Regions from separate parts of the Mus musculus genome. Here region 1 is linked to region 2. The links are chromatin contacts, called in public Hi-C maps. All regions are on one chromosome and are shown on one strand. The core of a region is the stretch at or near the end of the contact, and the rest is flanking DNA. Distances in the headings are between cores, read along the strand shown. Region 1 holds the start of Akap12 (A kinase (PRKA) anchor protein (gravin) 12). Region 2 overlaps Mthfd1l (methylenetetrahydrofolate dehydrogenase (NADP+ dependent) 1-like).

Region 1 (4,511 bases), core at 943-3,442, 230 kb before region 2:
TGTAAACAGATAATAAACCTTGACGTCATATAAAAACCAAAGTTAAAAAAAAAGTCTCCTGACTGCAGATTTTTAGCAATTATATCTTAAAATGACTATATTTCCAAACTGGAGCTATGTTGATGGTGATCGCCAGCAAAGCAAGGTGAGGGGCAGTGAGGTGATGAGTCAGCAGATACAGGTGCCTGCTGTGCAAAGCCAGCAGCATGAGTTCCAGCCCCACAACCCACATAAAGGCGGAGGGAGAAAACTAACCGCACAGAGCTGTCCTCTGACCCCCACGCACGCGTGCCAAGGAACAGTTGCCCTGACCACCACCTGCCCAATGTACCCACAAACTAAGCACTAAGGGCAGGTGTACTCAAAGAAGTTTCCAAAGAGTGTTACACGGAGTATTAAAATGTAAATGAGGCATCCAAAAGATGGAGACTGACTGGATGGCAGAAGTCTCTCAGAAGACCTGCGCATCTGAGGCAGTGAGGACTTTGGACTTTATAAGTGGTGATGAGTTAAACACTGGAGGCAGGAACTGTTAAGAGAGGCCACCCAGCCTACATTATACTAGGCAACATAAAGAGCTCAAAGCCATCAGGTCCCACCTCTGTTAGATTTACCTGGAACTCAGTGTTTTATTCTCACACAAAGATGTTTCCACTTCCTGACCCATTTCTAAAGGTCCTCGCTGCTCTCTATCACCAAATTCTGAAATTGGTTGGTTTTTCCTTTAAGTTGTTTGGTTGTTCAACACGTTTCTGTAAAACTATCTTAAATCCACCCGAGCGAACTCTTGCTCACAAACACGTGCTGGAAAACAGCCAACAGGCAATGTTGCCATCCGGGCGTGGCTATGAAATCATTTGAGAGGCTGAGGCAGGAGGACTGCCACTAGTTGGGCTAGCTAGTGAGTTCCAAACCAGCCCTGGGCTACAGAGTGAGACCCAGTCTTAAAACAAGTAAGCAAATTAATTAATTAACAACCCTAAACAATAACAAAACAAAAGGAACAGAAGTAAAATACAATAATGAGAGCAAGACACAAAGGTAAAGGCTGTGATGGGCAGGGCAGGGTCAAATATTCCAGTCTCAAACTAAGCATCCCTATAAAATGCAGTATATCTAGAGCTTTACAGTGGACTCGACAGAAAGAGTGCAAGGAACGCTTACTTAAGCCTTTTCCTACATCCGTGCAGAACTTCTAACTCCAATGTTTGTTTATCCAACTGAGTCCACAGGCAGTAAACTGTGAGAAAGGGAGACAGGACTCCAGGAGCTTTGCCTATCCCTCCATTCGTGCTTCTGCTCCGGTTCTCTCTGTCTGGAAGAGAGCTACATGCATGGCTCTCTGCATTAGCTAGGCGGTGTCCCAGGCGCTGCCGCAGGACTCTGGGTACCAGACCTGGTGGCCCGGGTGGAAGCTGGTATCAAGGCCAACACTGGGCGGGGAACCTAGAACCTAGGTTTGCCCTGCTTCAAAGCAGGTCCCGACTTCCCCACTCTGGGACCTGGGATCTAGGGGTGTGTAAAGTGGCTTAAGAAGCCTGGCCGTGGTCAATTCTTACGGATGCCCCACCGGCCATCCCCCAGGCTGCCAGCCCACCGGAAGAGAGAAGAAAGACTAGAGAACGGCGGTCAGGGCAGATATGATGGTTGCAGAAGGGCTGGCTAGGTCGCCGCCCTTAGAGACCCTCCACAAAGATGCCAGCCCCGCCCCGGTGCAAAAGACCCCAGAGACTGCACAGGGCTGCGCTCGAGTTTGCAGATGGGCTGTACCGGCGGGAAGTTGTGGCAGGCGGAAACCGCCGGGACGCCCCATCTCCATCCCGCCCCACCCGGGCAGGTGGCTGCAGCTTACCTTGGTGGCGGGGTCCGCGTCAGCGGGATCTCCAGCTGCTCCCGACGCTTCCGCTGCGGGCCCATGGCCACTGAGCTCCAGCTCGCTCGGCGTGTCGCTCTCCGCCGGCTGCTCGGGGCTCCGCTGCTCGGTGGAACTGCCTGCACCCATGGCTCAGTGGCTTTCCTACTCTCGCCGGCTAGCCGTCTTCCTGGGACCGCGGAGAAGCAGAGGGGCGAGGAGATGTGCGCCCAGGACCACAGGGACTAAGGGGTGAGGAGCACCCGCTCTCCACGATCCTGCTGAGAACACACCCGGACTGAGAATGAAGGGGACGCGCTCGTGGCAAACTCCTTAAAAGAAAAAAAAAAAAAAAAAGCCACCTCGTAGCCTCCTCCCCCCTCCTTGTTTTTCCCTCCCTTCATCACATGAGCACAGCCCAGACACGCCTTGCAGCATCTCCCCCTAGGCTGCTAGGACCAGAGGCTCCGACACCAGGCCCCCAGCAGCCCACCCCGCCCCCAGGGCTTCTCGGGTCATTAAAGGGGGACGAGGGGTTTGGGGTCTGTCCCAGGGCTGCAGAAGGTTCAGGAGCAGCAAAGAAGGGGGCGGGGGCAAAAGCTTTGTTTTTTTAATGTAATGATTGATAACCCAAGGTTGGATCTTCTGCAGACTAAGGATTTACATTTGACCAGGCGGGAACCCAAATCCCCATTTGCTTTTCTTCAGGTTGGGTTTGACTTTAAGCATTTGTTTCTAGCTTTCTCTCCTTCAGCCGGAGAAAGGAAGCCCTCCTGGGCTGCTCCTGAGCCTGGCCATATTAGGGCGGCTCACGTGGCAGGAGCTGGGAAACCCAGAGGTTGATGCAGTCAGGCCACCGCTGAGGTGGGCCCAGCGTCCCCATGATCCCAGCCAGTGATGTCAGCTGATGCCATCAACAGAACTCGCCGCCCTCTTTCCCCGGGGAACGCGCGGGGAAATGAAGCTGTTACTGGAAATGTGCCTGTCCTTTGAGCGTCTGATGCTGAAGGTTACACATCCAGGCCATTCGTCTCTCTCCCGACGCTTAAACACCACATTGGCTTAGGTCTGCTTAGTCGCCATCGGCATTATCAAAACACGAAGATTTCTCTCGTACTAGCAAAGAAAGGGCCTGTCTGTTTTCTTCCTCCACTTGATTAAATACTCATTGTATTAACATGGCAGCCAATAAGTCTTAAATTGAAATTTTGTTAGATTACCCGTCACTAAGCATTAAAATGCTAGGGGGAAAAGATGAAATGATGTCAGGTGAGCCCGGTGCCATGATTCGTGTCTGAAATCCTGATGCTTCAGTGGCTGAAGTTGGAGGGTTAGCTTGAGCCTGAGGCCTGCATGGGGTAGGTAGTGAGTGAGTTTCAGCCAAGTCTGAGAGCCACAAAGCGAGGCTCTGTGGATGAGTGAAGGAATTAGTGATTTAAAATCAGTAAGAGCATTGAATCTAGATGCCAGATAAATATCTTGTCCCTAGATTTGATACAGGTTACTTGAGTATCAATGAAAACATTAATTTAGCTAATAACACTTGGTCCTTATTCATGGTCATTTAAGTGTTTATTGGGAACAACTCGGTTTTTCAGGATAAAATTTGGTTTCTCCACTTATTTCGGAAGGCCAGTTTCTTTGGGGTTCATTCATTTAGAAACAGACTTTCAAGTTGCTTTTAGTTATTTGTAAGTGTGTCACCTATCTCAATTTGTCTTGTTTGTTGAGAAAGAATTTCTCACAATCTAGTTCAGGCTAGCCATAAGTGTTGTAGCCAAGTCTCTGGAGGGAAGACAGTATAGACTTGTGAGACTGAGACCACACCCTACTTCAATTTAATTTTTGAATATTTAGAGAACATTAGCATCTCCCCTCCCCCACCCCTTACAGTGCTGAGGGGTGGGGGATGGAACCCAAGGCCTTGTGCACTCTGAGACAAACACTCTAGCTTTGAACCATGTCTCTGGCCCAAACTTGAAAGTTCTCATTTTGTATCAGGTACTATTCAAAAAACAAAACAAAGAACAAAAAAACATTGCGTATATCATCGTATGTAATCCTTATAACAACCCAATGGCATACAGATTACCAATAGAGAAAGGGAAGGGGATTAACCAAAGAAGGCAAATTTTTGTGTATCCAAGGATTCATAGTCGGTAGATGGATATGAGGGAGGGATCCAGTGAGCATGTGACTTTAAGGTCCACCCTAGTCCTTCCTCAGGATGGTAGGAACTTAAAAACGCTGCTGAAACAGCCTGGGTGTGGCTTTGATGCAGAGCCTAGGATTAAGGGCATTGAGTTCTATCCCCACAGCAAAAGCAGGGGAGAACAATAAAGTCAGCACATTTGAAAATAGAGGAGGAGGCACTGTTTGTCCCACCGATTTGATACAAATAGTATCAACGTTCCCCCATTTTGTGAGATTGTATTATTCAAGTTCCTGGGAAATTCTTCACAAAGCTTTTCACATCCACTAGCCTTGAAATGTTCAGAAAGATTGCAAGGTCAAAGATTTCCAGCTAGCAGTATCCAGTCTAGGGCTGAGGAAGGCCTTGCCTGGGCCTGCTTGGAGCACAAGCTGTTTCCCTTATGCTTATTGTCCAGGCTATAAAAATGTGTGTTTTCTTACTTTTGAAAATTAAAATCGAGGGGAT
Region 2 (4,562 bases), core at 1,902-4,401:
TGGGAGAGCCACCAGCACTGCAGCTGGGGACCAGAAACAAAAAGCAAAGACTGTGCACACCACGGTGAGGAAAGGGCAGATACTTCCGGGAAGATGGCGCCACCTACCTGCCGGGAATATCCTTTCTCTGTACTTCCCTGTCCAATGGTTATTTTTCTCAGAAATCGGTCGTTCGTGTCCAATACTGAAAGAGAACAGGCAGGTTATTTAATCAACAAATATAGACAGGCCGTGCTGGGAAATGCTGAGAAAGGAGCTGAAAACCAAAGTGAAGGTTTGGCTTCATGGTGGATGGAGTTAGTGCTATCAGTTGTACGGCTATGGATGGTTAACATGGTGACTGCTGGCTTTCGTGCAGTTCACAGCACATGCTAGTGGTGAGTGTCTTAATGACGGTGTGTCAGGTGAGGGTGGGCTGGGCTGGGTGGCATCTGATTCGGGTATCGAGTACAAGTAGTTCTGAAAGTATTTTACAATGACACCTAAGTCACAAGGAGACGTCAGTTAGTTTCTCATACATATGACAGCCAAATGGCCCAGTAATCCTGTTGTTCAAAACCCCTAAGCGCACTGCTCATAGCAGCTCCTTTCACAATGTGAACTTAGAGACTTAGAGATGACTGGAAATTCCATCGATGAATGGACTAACTCACAATGTGACATTACACAGCCACAAACGAGTGTTTTGATATATGCTTCCCATCCGAAATGTTATGCAGATCTAGGAGGTCAAATGGGGGATCTAAAGTAGGCAAATCCACAGAGCAGCCACGGCCAACAGCAGAGGGACATTATTTTATCAGGGGCATAGGGCAGTGGTTCTCAACCTGTGGTTTGCAACCCCTCTGGGGTCACATATCAAATACCCTGAATATCAGATATTAACATTATGATTCATAACAGTGGCAAAGTCACAGTTATGAAGTAACAACAAAAGCTTTATTGGTTGGGGGTCACCACAACACGAGGAACTGTATTAAAGAGCCGCAGCGTCAGGAAGATGCAGACCTGCTGGTCTAGGACTTGTGTAGGGGATGACAAAGCTTTGGGTACAGGCAATGGTGACAGAGCAATCATGGTGGATGGAGTTAGTGCTATCAGTTGTACGGCTATGGGTGGTTAACATGGTGACTGCTGGCTTGCGTGCAGTTCACTACAATACAAAGGAAACCAAAGGCAAAACAGCAATATGGAAGGAGACTGACTAAAGGTCAGGTAAAGTGCTTTCTTGTGTGAACTGTCCTGGATTAGACTTTTGTCTGTGAAACTGTTTGCCTTTGAAAAACCACATTTATAATGCCAAGAAACAAAGGCAGGTTAGACACTTCCTTTATCTTTGTGACTTAAAAACCTCAGGGCTGTTTACAGTGACAATTGCCATCCAACTTACTAAACGCATAATACCCTAATAATACACAAATTACCCTTGGGTCTCTCACCCTAGCTGCCACTGCCATGTCCGTGGCCCCGCCTCTCTGTCTCTGCTCCCGCCCCCAAACTCACACACACACACACACACACACACACACACACACACACACACACTCACGCACACAGCCAAATACATATAAACTTCCAGTTTTTAAAAATTTATTTAATTTCACGTGTACTAGTGCTTTGCCTGTATATATGTCTGTATGAAGGTGTCAAATCTCCATGAATTAGAGTTACAGACAGCTGCGATCTGCCACGCGAATACTAGGACTTGAACCCTGGTCCTCTGAAGGAGCCGCCAGTGCTCTTAACTGCTGAGCCATCACTCCAGCCCCCAACTTTTATTTTTAAAGACAGAATAACACTTGCAAAGTTAACGGGCTGCACCTCAGTAGCGCTAACAGCTACCTTCACTCCTGAGATGCTAGGCACTCGGTCACATGAAATAAACCATCTCCTTTTTTTTTTTTTTTTTTTTCTTTTGCCGTGTAGTATAGAAACATGGTTGGCTACAGACTTTGAGGTCACTTCCCCATCAGATGTATTTTAAGTCTATAGCAAACCATTCAAAGTTTAGTTTGACAAAGGGAAGATAAGCAAACGAGGTAAGATCAAACTACAGCATCATCCAAATGGCACTTTGGATCCCACTTGGATTTGGTGTCTTTCACAATGCCAGAGTAGAGCATTGTGACCTACCAGGGTATATACACACAGGGAAAAAGAGCTGTGTGAATTCAGCGCCAGATTCTACCCACTCTACAAGAGAGATGTGGCCAACGCCACAGAAAGCAACAGAAACACACAGCTGGCATCTAAGCGGCAGAGCTAACGGTGGCTACATCCTGATTCGCTTCTATCTGGAGCAGGTTCTGAGGACTGTTTCTGTGCTTAGTCCTGTGCTGGTTGGGCAGGGTCACGAAGGTGCATGCGGCACCGATCTTTGACTCCTGACATTTCCCGGGAGGAGATGGCGAGGGCACCAGAGTGCCTGCACGGGAGGAAGGCAGGCAGTGGGGCTTGGGGTGGTCTCCTTTACTTGTAACTTGTCCTAAGTCGTTTCTTTAGCCCATGGTGTTGGTGGGGTTCACAGAAACACCCAGAGTTCACCTGAGCCTTTAACCAATCCCAGCCAGGAGCCAGAGCCCAGGCACAGGTGCAGGACCACGGCAGGCCCAGTATTTGGCTTCCACAGAAGCTACGGCATCCTGATGTCAGAGTGGCACTGGGCTCGTGGTGGGAAGCAGACACCAGGGACTGGCAGTGAACAGGACTGGTGGCCTTGGCCTGTGATGGAGAGATGGACATGTGGGGAAGAGGTTTCTGGGGTGTTGGGCTCCCTAAAAGACTGGAGCTTTGGGGTGTTCAATATTTTAAAGCCTATTTCTTGTCCTTTAGGGGATAATACATGTCTGGAGATACCCCCTCCCCCCCCCCCCCCCGCCCCGCCCCAGGCCAGTGACATGTTTCCGGAATAATCCAGTGTCTTAACCTTCACGATCATTGCCTAGGCTATACTAGTTCTTATTCAAAGTCAGAAAACGCTACCTGTACCTTCATCCATGAGGAGTCTTCATTATTATACTAACCCGTTAATCGGAACAAAACTACTTATCAAATTTCAGCCCGAATTCCTCTGGCCCAGGTGGCTTGTCCTAAGCAATAAAGTTTGCTTCCCTTTAACATTGCAAACAGTAATGTAAGTCTGTATTTTTCTGGGATAACTCTTAAAGCTGTCACTTTCATTAAAATTGATTTGTAACCGCAGAACATTCCAGTCCTTTCCTGTCTTCTCATGGAGAAACCGATCGCACACCGGCCCTCCCTGAAGAGGCACTATGCGGTGATTTCTGAGGCCGGGGCCGAGGTGCGAGGATGCCAGCTGGTCTGAAAGTTTCTCTTTCAGTATGGTTAAACCTACACTAATTTCCATTGCCTAATTTTTCATTTTACCAAAAAGGCCCCTTAAGCCAATTTACAGAGTAACACGAGCTCAGAGAGGCCTGGGAAGGCTGACTACACATTTTGCAAACAATGGTGTTTTAACAACAGATCTTTCTGGTTAAAAGAAAAAAAAAATGTAGAAAAAAAAAAATAATGCCTGGCAAAATGCTGAAAACACTCATGTTAGCTGTTTAAAATACTGTTTGTTGGTCTATTTTAGACTTGTGGTATATACAAATCATGGCTCCCCTGCAAAGGAATATTCTAGAGTCACTTAAAATGACCACTGTAAATGTTGGGGATATAGCTTGAGGGTGAGGTACATGTTTTGCATGCCAAAGGTTGTGGTTTAATCTTTAGCTCCACGAGAAATAAAAAATAAATGAAAAAGAAAAAACCAACCTAAGAAAGAGCTAACAAAGTAGAATGTCCTTAGGATGTAATTGAATTGGGCAGGAAATAAAATTCACACACACAGATGGTAACAGAGCTAAACAGAAAAATCAGATGTACCAAAAACTATGATTAGCAGTTATTAGTGTTGTGAAATGTTTCACTTTGACAAAATTCTTTACATTATTTGTTTTAAAAAAATAAAATAGATCCTTGCAAGAGTGCTCAAGGGAATTTTAACTCACTCTTAGAAGGAGACAAAACCACAGAGAGACAACATAACACAGCTGCTACCTTCGAAGAGTCACAGGGAGGCACTTCTGAGTTTGCCTGCGTTCACATTTCTCTCAGTGGAGCCTCCCTGGAGGGAGACTAGTATTACTACAGGCCCAGCATCCAAACTCCAACCCCTTTTGGGTGTTAACATAATACTGCTAGTGGAAAAACCCTATATCCTGAAACAGCTCCATGTACAAAGTTATTTATTTATTTTTTAAAATCTATAGCATATCCTTCAGGCTATGTGTGGAAGACGTAAATATAATAAATGAACTTTGTGTTTAGACTTGGCTGTCCTTACTGCGCTATCTGCCCAAACCACCAAATGTCTGGAGTTTGAAACACTGCTGGTCTTGGGTGCTCGGGATCAGGGCTACGCCACCCGGGCTATGCCACCCGGGCTATGCTGGGAAAACCTAGGAAGCGGTTTGTGTAAAGAAGCTTGGTCTTTGTCTATTGGCTGTAAGATCTGCTGCAGGGAGACACTCAGTTCTTACTGGCTTGACTGAATG

What was found. A called contact is a pair of places that touch in the nucleus more often than the background predicts.
Region 1: a contact with region 2 is called in a Hi-C map of nephron progenitors, with 1.9 times the contacts expected there. The contact joins the promoter of Akap12 here to the enhancer-like site in region 2. A contact is called at or near these places in 13 of 39 promoter capture datasets (the 3T3-L1 cell line, 3T3-L1-derived adipocytes, the HPC-7 cell line and 9 more), 11 of 484 Hi-C or Micro-C datasets (Sertoli cells, adipose-derived mesenchymal stem cells, brain and 6 more), 9 of 115 datasets of contacts at active chromatin or transcription factors (SST interneurons, embryonic forebrain, embryonic stem cells and 5 more) and 4 of 9 other capture datasets (adipose tissue, embryonic stem cells, liver and 1 more).

The regions. Positions count from the first base shown.
Region 1 is chr10:4,264,010-4,268,520 of GRCm38.p6, reverse strand. It overlaps Akap12 (A kinase (PRKA) anchor protein (gravin) 12), which reads right to left and starts at 2,192. Exons shown (of 4, transcript NM_031185.3): 1 at 1,853-2,192. The coding sequence starts at 2,002.
Region 2 is chr10:4,037,395-4,041,956 of GRCm38.p6, reverse strand. It overlaps Mthfd1l (methylenetetrahydrofolate dehydrogenase (NADP+ dependent) 1-like), which reads right to left. Exons shown (of 28, transcript NM_172308.4): 17 at 108-184. Among named protein-coding and RNA genes, the nearest start is that of Gm40591, 50 kb to the left of the region's middle. Within about 2 kb of position 3,151, at least 7 of the 459 cell types and tissues checked have an H3K27ac peak or open chromatin away from gene starts, as enhancers often do. A contact at or near this core is called in nephron progenitors, where this site is marked.